Regions from separate parts of the Mus musculus genome. Here region 1 is linked to region 2. The links are chromatin contacts, called in public HiChIP or PLAC-seq maps. All regions are on one chromosome and are shown on one strand. Each heading gives the region's core, a stretch centred on a gene start, on an enhancer-like site or on the middle of the called end of the contact. The rest is flanking DNA. Distances are from core to core; before and after follow the strand shown.

The links. HiChIP or PLAC-seq counts read pairs in DNA pulled down with a chosen protein or histone mark.
Region 1: a contact with region 2 is called in an HNF4G HiChIP or PLAC-seq map of pancreatic cancer cells. The contact joins two enhancer-like sites. A contact is called at or near these places in 3 of 39 promoter capture datasets (Sertoli cells, cranial neural crest and pre-B cells), 1 of 484 Hi-C or Micro-C datasets (nephron progenitors), 2 of 115 datasets of contacts at active chromatin or transcription factors (embryonic fibroblasts and pancreatic cancer cells) and 1 of 9 other capture datasets (embryonic stem cells).

What each region holds. Positions count from the first base shown.
Region 1 is chr19:37,833,736-37,839,019 of GRCm38.p6, reverse strand. No RefSeq gene overlaps it. Among named protein-coding and RNA genes, the nearest start is that of Cyp26a1, 140 kb to the right of the region's middle. Within about 2 kb of position 1,904, at least 7 of the 459 cell types and tissues checked have an H3K27ac peak or open chromatin away from gene starts, as enhancers often do. A contact at or near this core is called in pancreatic cancer cells, where this site is marked.
Region 2 is chr19:37,674,701-37,679,923 of GRCm38.p6, reverse strand. The region is part of intron 20 of Exoc6 (exocyst complex component 6); the gene reads right to left. It overlaps Gm32342 (a long non-coding RNA gene), which reads left to right. Exons shown (of 3, transcript XR_003952929.1): 3 at 1-2,537. Among named protein-coding and RNA genes, the nearest start is that of Cyp26c1, 8.4 kb to the left of the region's middle. Within about 2 kb of position 3,158, at least 11 of the 459 cell types and tissues checked have an H3K27ac peak or open chromatin away from gene starts, as enhancers often do. A contact at or near this core is called in pancreatic cancer cells, where this site is marked.

The DNA.
Region 1 (5,284 bases), core at 655-3,154, 160 kb before region 2:
ATTTTGTAAAATATGCTTCAATTTTGCGCTTGTCTGATTGCTTCTTTGTGACGAGGTTCAAGGAGAACGCTTTGGCAAAGACATGAGAGGGTAGCCTTGTGTCTTTCACAACGCCTTTCCGTCAGGAGGCATAATGTGGTCAGTTTGTCTCATTGTAGGCGACATGTGAGTTTGATCATTTGACACAACATTATTTTTCCATTTTAATATGGACTTCAGCAGGATGCTATTTTGAGGCCACGTAACTACCCTGTTCCCTAGTGGTTTTAGCCAGCGCCTTCACCCCTACAGCTTTACTGTCGAAATGGTTGGAAAATAACTCTTTTCTAATGGCAGTATTTTTTTCAACTACTTGATGGTGCTCTTCCGTTGAGAAGGGATTTCACATCTCGCTTCGTATCTGATTATTGTTATTTGGGGATCTTATTAAACTTTTAAAATATTCTGCCCCCCCCCATATCATTATTTCTCTCAGTATTCTTCCTTCATCCTTTTTTGGAAACAGGGTCTCATATATCCCTGTCTGGCCTGAAACTCTCAATCCCGGTGCCTGAATGCTGAGATTACAGTTATGCCCCGCTGCATAGAGTGCTGGAGATAGAACGTGGGGCTTCAGGCTCACTAGGCAAGCAGTCTAGCACCTGAGCCTCTCTCGGAGCCTTCGCCATTCTTTGTGCTTTCAGGGTTAACCAGTGTGAGTGGTTCAAGGTGGCTCCTTGTGAGTGGTTCAAGTGGTTCAAGGTGGCTCCTTGTGAGAGATGTCTTTTGACATCTTATCAGGTTTGAGTGCTGTTTACTTTGAATACAGCAACATTGCAGCCTCGCCTTGTGTTTTCCCTTTCCCAGCCCCAGACTTAGTCATCACTTTTCCAGAGGCTTCTGGTTCTGCGCAGGGCTTATCATCACTTGCCCGTCATTGGCTTTGATGTGAGCAGAACTGGGAAATACAAGTCTATTTTTAGAGGTTGCATTTCCACTCATATTGCTAATTCCCATCAGATGTCCCAGTTCTCCTCTCTTCCCATTCCATTCCCACACCTTCTCCCACAATAAAACCCAAGGTTCTCCAGGCACCAATCTGTGTACTCATTGGGTATGGTATGCACAAAATCATTTGGGAAGAACTTCACCACAATCACCTTCTACCACAAGACCTAAAGAAAGCAAAGGTTCCTGCAGTTTGGTAGCACTTCTCCCACAGGGTGGGCAGTTAGTGACTGTCTTCGGGGTCTTCTTGGATTGGTTCTTTCTTCTCTGCATTCACACAATATAACTTTGATCTACTGTTGAGTTTGAATATTTATATTATTGAGGACAAGTTCAAGGTCATAGGTTGTCTCTCTCAGAACCTGGAGGATAAAAACATGTGTGGTTAACTCAATGTGAACCCATGCGTTTGGTCACTGATGGAGCTGTGGAGCCCACTGGGGAGATGAACCAGGCCTTCTCCTCTGTCACATGATAATGGAAAATGAACACACATAGCACAGTCCTGCAGAGCCTAAGCCAAGCAAAGTGTCCAGCTCTGACCTTCAGAGGTCAAAGTTTGTCTTGTTATTTTAGAGCTTCCAACAGAGAAGAAAAGGGGGCCAAGAGAGGGACTGACATGAAGGAGAGAAAGGAAAGGCAGCTGGAGACAATAGCATCTGGCATACAGGCTTGTGATGCCCTGTGAGGCCCATACTGCCTCAGCCCGGTCTAGCCTCTCTCTCAGTTCCCTTTGCAAAGCAGGCAAGTTGGAATGGGAGAGGAAACCCTGCTGTCTAGGCGTGTTAAACAGCTGGGAGCCGCTTAGAGACTTCAGGTGCTCTACCATACCCAACACTGACCAGGTCTCTCTTCCAACCAGCCCTGGCCAGAGAGATCTCAGCAGCCCCTCCCTTGTGGGCACGGGGTGGATTCCCTGTTACCTAGGTGCCACAGGGTGGTGCTGGCGTCCTTGTGTCAGCAGGATAAGAGTGAAGAAGGTAAGATTCTCCTGAATGAGAGGCAGCTCTAGTAAGGAGCCTTCACTGTCACGACCCTGACTTGGGCAGGAGCTAAGAGCCAAGTCTCCTCACTCTGGGATCTGGTTTTTTGTTTTTGTTTTTTTGCTGCCAGGGCATAAAACAAAGCTAGAACATCCCAAAGGTGAGTTGGTTAGGAGAAAGCCTGGGTGAGGATGAAGAGATGGATCCAGATGCACGAGTCTCATCTTGGTACCACCTTCCCACCAACAGCTTGCCAATGGAAGCCTGTCTGCCCTCTGCATGAGCTGAGGGACTGACTGCTGGCCTGTGGGACAGCTCTTCCCTCTGCCTCCTACACCCACACCTCGCTCTACTTTTCTGAAACAATTAACTCGTATTTCCCTAAAGCAGAATTTCCAGTGCAATTTAAAATGTGATGTCTCTAAATTTGGAGCTGATGGGTAATTAAATTAAAACTAATAATAATTTAAAAAAAGACACGAAGTTGGGGTGGGTAAGGGAGCAGAGGTGGAGGAGTTCAGGGGGTTAATATGATTAAAGTATTTTTATATGGGATTTCCTAGAGATTAATAAAATACGTATTCATAAATAAATTTTTAAAATTAAAAAGAAATGGTAAGGTATGACCCCTCCAAGAGAAATGTTAAATCTCCATAGCAAATCTTCAGGTGTAGCCATTAGCACAACAATAGATTCAGGCAGCCTTCCCCTGACTTTATATTCAAGACCGGGGACTTCGGGACCTTGGTACTGAAGACCTTGGCACAGAAGCCTGGCTCAGAATGGAGAAGCAAGAGTTTAGAGACGCTGAAGGGTTCTCCTCTCCTAATTAATTTGCTCTTTTGAGCTATCATAGAACGTTTGAGCCTGAGTAAAATCAGATACACCATAATATTTCTTTCAATAACAACCTGGCCAAAAAAAAAAACCCAAAAAACTCTCAAAATTCAAATCACCTCAGACAACAACAGTGTCAAAATGGAACATGGCCAGGGTCCAGGCAAAGTTAACAGTAACACATCTCTTCCTCCACTCACGTTTTGCTCTGTCTTTCATTATCGACAAGATCCTCTTAAGGAAACATGAAAGAAGATGGCTGAACAGAAGCATGGAAGCTGAAGACTCAGGCCAGAATGGAACAATCGCTAGCGTCTATTTCAGTGTTTCTCAACCTGTGGGTCTCGATCCCTCTAGGCTCAACACCCAAGGGTCTTGGCAAACAGATATTTATTATATGTAAGTACACTGTAGCTGTCTTCAGACACCCCAGAAGAGGGCATCAGATCTCATTACAGATGGTTGTGAGCCATCATGTGGTTTCTGGGATTTGAACTCATGACCTTCAGAAGAGCAGTCGGCACTCTTAACTGCTGAGCCATCTCTCCAGCCCAAACAGATATTTATATTACAATTCATAACAGTGGCAAAATTACAGTCATGAAGTAGCAACAAAAATGACTCTATGGCCGGGGGATCACTACAACATGAAGAGTTGTATTAAAAATTCGCAGCACTAGGAAAGTTGAGAACCACTGTTAGGTTGCTTTGGTTATCTTAACGGTGACCAAGAGTCCTAGAGAGCCACAGGTGCTAGAAAGTATGAAAGGAAGAGTGTCTTTAGAAGTGCTATCTTTTGGAATATGTCAAACTGAGAGACTAAGCAGACAGGTTTACTAATGGGGAAACCAGCCCTGAGGGGGAAAAAAATATCTGTATTAAAGGATGTAGGGAGAGTCACTCAAAAGTTCAAAGAAATCCAAGCAAAGGAAAGAAAAAAGAAAAACCCAACAATAATTAGTTCCAGGAAACTGAAAATTAATACACGAAAATAAATATCATGATAGTGCACCATTTGGCTCAACATGAGACAAAAATTAACTGTGTTTTGATATTTTAATACTATAAACTTGTTAGCGTAAACTTAACTGCGTTCAATTAGTATTTTGATAGAAAGTTACTTTGAAAGCTTTTAGCGACTTTAGAACTTCTCCAATATGTTAAAGTAGTTGGGGTCTGAGTTCAGAGCGACTTTTGGCAGAGTTGTATCGTGATCTCCTGTGATTCGTTCTCCAACCGCCTTCCTTCAAAGGCTTCCAATTCAGAGTAGGCAGTAGAAACACCCAAGTCATCACATCTTCGGGTTCAAGTACATCAGGAGTATTGGCAGGCTGTGTTGTCACCTCTCAAGGCAACCTAGAATAGTGGACAGGGTTTTAGTCCAGGCCATGCCATCATCGAGTTGAGGGCCTGCAGATCTTTTCAGCTGAGGTGGCCGTCCAACCCCTTTCAGTTTAAGATAACTTTAAGATGACTTGCCATCCTGAATTGGAAGGATCAGGGCCCTTAGGGCCTGAGCAGTGACCAAAGGACATTTCCTAGGGGATCATCCCTAGACAGACTGTGCATGTCTATGACTACCACTATTACTTTATTTCATGGGCATTGCTGTTTCGCCTACATGATGTGTGAAGGTGTCAGACGCCCTGGAACGGGGAGTTCCAGACAGGTGTGAGCTGCCATGGGGATGCTAGGAATTGAGCCTGGGTCCTAATCTTGTGACTCTTTATGCCTCATGTTGTGATGATCCCCAACTATAAAATTATTTTTGTTGCTACCTCATTAACTGTAACTTTGCTACTGTTATAATCATAGTGCAAATATCTGTTTTCCAGTGGCAACCTGATCTCATTTGGGGGGGGGGAACCTTTGAGAAAAGATCATCCCCTCCCAAGGGGTCGCGACCCACACGTTGAGAACCCCTGTTCTAACTGCCCTCAGTGGTGGAGACAGTCTTCAGGTAAGAAAAACACTGCTTTGAAGGTGGAGCAGATCACCACAGGCTCTGAAGCAGTGCTGGGTTACAGCTACCAGGGAGTCTACCTGATTCATCTGTGAGTGGCAGAGCCACGGCGCCCAAGATGCAGGATATCCTGGGCGGGGTCGTTCACGGTCCTCTGGCTGGGGAAATATCTGTCTTTTGTGGGCAAGGAATTACCAGCATTTGGAAGAACAGATTTCCTTCCCAGAAAACTAAAGTTTAATATGGACTGGGAGAAGTTCCCTGGTTACTCACCTGCCCAAACCTCTCTCCTCCACCATGCTGGGCATGTGGCAACCCCTACCTGCTACCCACCCCCAGCCCACTGCCAAACTCTGTTCCTTCCCTCTTCAAGATCTGGAATCTCCAATAATTCCAAAGTGGTATACAGGAGAAGAGAAGGAGGGGGAGAAGGAATTATCTAGGCATTGCAAATGTTCATAACTGTTTAGAGTGCTCCCTGCGGACCACTGCAGTCAGGCCAGGGAGTAAGACT
Region 2 (5,223 bases), core at 1,909-4,408:
ATATGTATATATAAAGCGGTAAAACCATGCAGTAGAACTTTATAGTGACTATCACATGCTTAATAAAATGATTTACATAGAATTTAAATGGCCTAGGAAGACAGTTATGATGCTACTTAACTACAGAAAATACTATAAATGAAAAAAAGTTTAAGTATGTTAAGAATAGCTACTTTTATTGAGAGGTTACAAATAACTTATTTTCTTTATTGTTATAATATTCTACAGTGGACATTAGTACTAGAGTTAAAAATAACATTTACGGCTGCTGTCGGTACACGCATTTAATCCTAGCACCTGAGAGGCAGAGGCAAACAGATCTCTTGAGTTCAAGGCCAGCCTGGTCTACAGAGTGAGTTCCAGGGCAACCAGGGATCTCCGAGAAACCTTGTCTCAAAAAATATACAAACAAACAAACAAACAAACAAAAACAAAACACCATTTATGTATTTGTTTAAACATACCCCATTAACAAACAGTCTCTACATGGCTGTCAGAACTGTCTACAGTGGAGAATCCTCTTTCTGGTCTGTGTGATTCCATACATAAATGTGGTCATGCACAGTACCCACGCTACACTGGCTGAAACTAGCAAGTGACCTTTGGGAGATAGGCGAGGAGGGAATCTGTGCGTGAGGCTTTTTCTCTCTAAGGCTGAACCGCCACCTCCAGATGAGAAAGAGGGAACCTATCCACTGAACCAACTCCAACTGTGAAGACACAGGATGCCTCTCCGGCACAGAAAGTCTTTCCTAAGTAGAAATACTTGGCTGATAATTTGTATACATGACCAGACACCACATGCAGATAATCATTGCAAATCACTAGAGATTACAGGAAACATAAAGTTTAATGTTCCTGCCAGACTCTAATCTATATATTTCACATTAACATTAAATACTTTATAAAATATGTGTCACGTAATTTGTAGATATTTATGGAAACCACCTGCATGTTAAAGTTTAAGGAACTCAAACACCAACAACAGATACCTAGATAAAATTTACCTAGCCATTCGACAAACGTTTATGGCCCACCTACAATGAACTATGTTCCATAGCAGGCGCGAGAAGACAGTATTAAAAACTAGACACTGTCCCTCTCCTCAGGAGTGTACATTGCTAAGTGGTGACAAATTAACACAGAAATAAGTTGTATTTTGAAGCTAACATAGAGAAGTAATTTTAAAAAAAATTATCCACACAAATCCTAGTAATTGAGCTCTGTTAATACAGGGGAAGCTACTGTCAGCTTAGCATGTAAAACCGATGGAAACCACAGCCGCCTGGTGCTCTCAGTCTCTGAACACACGGCTGTGCACTGGAGTACCACTTCAGTGTTTATGTCTTAAAGACAATGGCCGTGGCCGTGAGCAGGGAGGAAGAACGGTGACTGCACACCGCATGCTTAAACATCTCCTTTCCATGTACATAAGGATCTTTCAAAGCCACAATGCTGCTGGACTAAGTGGATACAAACCAATCTTGGCCATGCTGGTAACGAACTTTCCTCTGTCTCCTCTCCCAGGCTTTCACTGGGCCATCAGCAGAGGGTGGATTCCCTCAGGATCTCATCAGAGTCCTGGGGGTAAGGACTGAAACCATCTCCCAGGAGGACGAAGCTCTAGCATTCTGGACAGCTGACCAAGGACCCATCCCTAACAATCACCAAGTCCTTTCTTATTTATCTTGTTTTTTTGGTTTTGTTCTTTTGAGACATCTTCTCACTATGTAGCCTTGGCTGGCCCAGAGCGTGCTCTGTCCATCAGGCTCGGCTCAGCAGATCAACCCACCTCTGCTTCCTGAGTGTTGGTATTAAAGGCTTTGCCCCACTATGCCTAGCCTTTTGAAAAATACATCTCTACTGAAATGAAAGGGTAACACAAGACCAGCGCTTTATTCCAGGCCCCACAGGGCTCCACTCAGGCCTTCACCCCACACCCTGCCGTTGCCTTGGGAACCCCCTCTCCTTGGGGACCCCCTCTCCCTGGGGACGCCTTCTCCCTGGAGACCCCCTCTCCTTGGAGACTCCCTCTCCTTGGGGACTCCCTCTCCTTGGGGACCCCCTCTCCCTGGGGACGCCTTCTCCCTGGAGACTCCCTCTCCTTGGGGACCCCCTCTACCTGGGGACGCCCTGTCCTTGGGACCCCCTCTCCTTGGAGACCCCCTCTCCTTGGGGACCCCCCTCTCCCTGGGGACGCCCTCTCCTTGGGACTCCCTCTCCTTGGGGAACCCTCTCCCTGGGGACTCCCTCTCCTTGGGGACTCCCTCTCCTTGGGGACCCCCTCTCCTTGGAGACCCCCTCTCCCTGGGGACGCCCTCTCCCTGGGGATGCCCTCTCCTTGGGACCCCCTCTCCTTGGGACTCCCTCTCCTTGGGAACCCCCTCTCCTTGGGGACTCCCTCTCCTTGGGACCCCCTCTCCTTGGGGACTCCCTCTCCTTGGGGATCCCCTCTCCTTGGGGGGGACTCCCTCTCCAAGCTGTCCGGGTTTCACAGGATGCTGCATTTTTAATATTAAAGCCGCTATTACAGAAAACATCACTCCATTTCAAGTGTTGCTTCCTTCAGATGGCAGTGAACAAACAAAACAATAAATCCTTTAGTCCTATGGGGAGGGGGACAGTAAGACATGGTCTCAACACGTGAATTTATTAGTTACCATGGATACATAGAGTTCAAAGATGTAGCCTGAACATGAACAAAAACAAAGCATCACCACATTATCCAAAAGCAACTCCGCAAATGCTTATTAAAGGATAAAGTAAGGCACATGGTAATAAGGATCAGTATTAAGCTCTGTAAGTGGGTTTGTTCCAATAGCCAAGCAAGATGCTTCTTCAAGTCTTTTGGGAGGTAATCAAGGTATGGATCACATAAAACCAAGGAACAAAATAGCACGTTTCCATTCCATCTCAACCCAGTCTGAAAGACCACTTAAAATTAGCGTCCCTTTTTCAGTAAGGATTCAAAGTTACCCTGGAGAACAACTGTAACACATCAGGTGGAGTCCTGCCAACATCTGTAAGTCTGTTCTACATTTTACTTCCTTGGTGCTTCCTGTGTGTCCACAAACAAAACCATCAGCTTAAGGAATGCCATGGTTGCACAGTGGTCCCATATATATGCTGGAAATAGTTGAATCACTTCAGAATCACTGAGAATTCCTCCATGCTGATCCATCTCACTGGCTGACAGTGTCCCATCCTATGGACTTGTTCAGAATCTGTAGATTCTTGGAGTCTCAAACCTGTGAATCACTCTGTGCAAACAGCACAATGCAGGCAGACTTAAAGCCATTCTATGGAGCCTTTGTAAAACCAAATCCACGGTGCCGGGTCATTTTTCCTTGAATCTGGTTTAGTTTTCTTTGTTTTTGGTCTTTTGGAGTTTGCTTTTGATGCACCTCAGGGGCAGTGACCCAAGACAGAAGATAAATAAGAGTCAAGAGAGAAGCAACTGGGGACACCAGGTTTGCTTTTGTAAATGTGAAGAGTGACCTGGGGGCTCAGGCAGCGTTAGTCCCCCAAGTTCCCTTTTCCAAACACTAAATCCACCTGGGACCTCAGGGTTGCTCTACAAAATCCAAAAGTAAACCAGAAGATCGGTTTTCCTTCGCCTTCAAGACACAAAGCTGACACAAGGTTCCTAGAGCGCTTCAGAGACTTTAACAAGTCCTAAGCCCAAGACAACACTGAGGATGGACACTTGCCCTCCAAACAAATCCCCAGTAATTGGCTACTGGGAATTGAAGAAGAAAGCACTTACTGAGCAAGCCACACTGGGCACCAGACTTTCCTCTTTCTGTGAAAATACCACATTAGGAAAATTCTAGATGAAGCTTAGGAGAGAATTTTAGATAGAGTCACAATAAACTTAGTCAAAATCCACACAAAGGGCTAGTGGTGGGCTTCAATCAATAGAGTGCTGGCCTAGCATGCATGAGGCCTTGGATTCAACCCCCGGCACCTTAGAAACCCTGGCATGGTGGTGGACTTTGTAACCCCAACACATGAACAGGAGAGGCAGGAGTTTAAGCGTACACTACAAAAAAACACTCTGTTTTAAAACACAAAAGTTTTCCTTTTGCTTCCTCTTTGACTTGTCTCCCAAGGTTAACAGCCTTTAAGCTGTCTTTACCCAAGTCTTCTCTATTCAAATGTCCATTTCCCAAGCCTGCTTTCAGCCGTGCCTTCTGCTCCCTTCTGCTCTCCCTCTGTGGGGACTATGGGTGAGCTCAGGGTGCTGTGTGCCGCACTTGTTCACAAGCATCAGCCTTTAAGTCATTCACTGTGGAAGCAAAATATTCTTGAAGCATGTCTCTTCTTCCTCTCTCTCTCTCTTCCTCTCTCTCTCTCCCTTCCTTCCTCCCTCTCTCTCTCCCTTCCTCCCTCCCTCCCTCGCTCCCTTATTCCCTCCCTCCCTTTCTTCCTTCTTTCCTTTCTCCTCTTTTTATTATTTAAATTTTCCTTTCTTCCTTTTTTCTTTATTTATTTGAGCCAAAGTGTCACTATGTAGCCCTGGCTGGACTGGAACTCTATGTAGACCAGGCTGGCCTCAAACTCAGAGACCTACCACCTCTGCCTCCTGAGTGTTAGGATTAAAAGCACATAAGCGGGCTGGTGAGATGGCTCAGTGGGTAAGAGCACCCGACTGCTCTTCCGAAGGTCCAGAGTTCAAATCCCAGCAACCACATGGTGGCTCACAACCATCTGTCAGGAGTGTCTGAAGACAGCTACAGTGTATTTACATATAATAAATAAATAAATCTTTAAAAAAAAAAGCACATAAGCCGCACACCAGGCCTTCCATAAAGTATTTGCAGTGCTAAGCTATGCTGTGTGATGGTGCTAGGCAGCCATTAGGTGGGTTTGGAATTTCAGAGAAAGGCAAATAACGGCAGTGAACACAATCAGATTTATAAACTTCCCATTTGCCAAATTTCTGCGGCTGCTGTGGCTACAGTAGCATGCAGAAACTGCCATGTTAGTATGTTAATTTATTAAAATTAACTTTTTTCCAAAATAACACACAGCAAATAATCAGATGGAGCATATCGTGGGACAGAGTTCACCGCTGTGCCTCTCCACTCTCCGAGGATCAACAGTGTGTGGGTTGTCCTGGTGCTGTTTTTATTCTGACGTTAATTCTGCTTCCTCAAGATCACGTACTCAGGTGATTTCATGTGAACCGTCTCCCTATTTTAACTGGTCAAATGAAGGCTG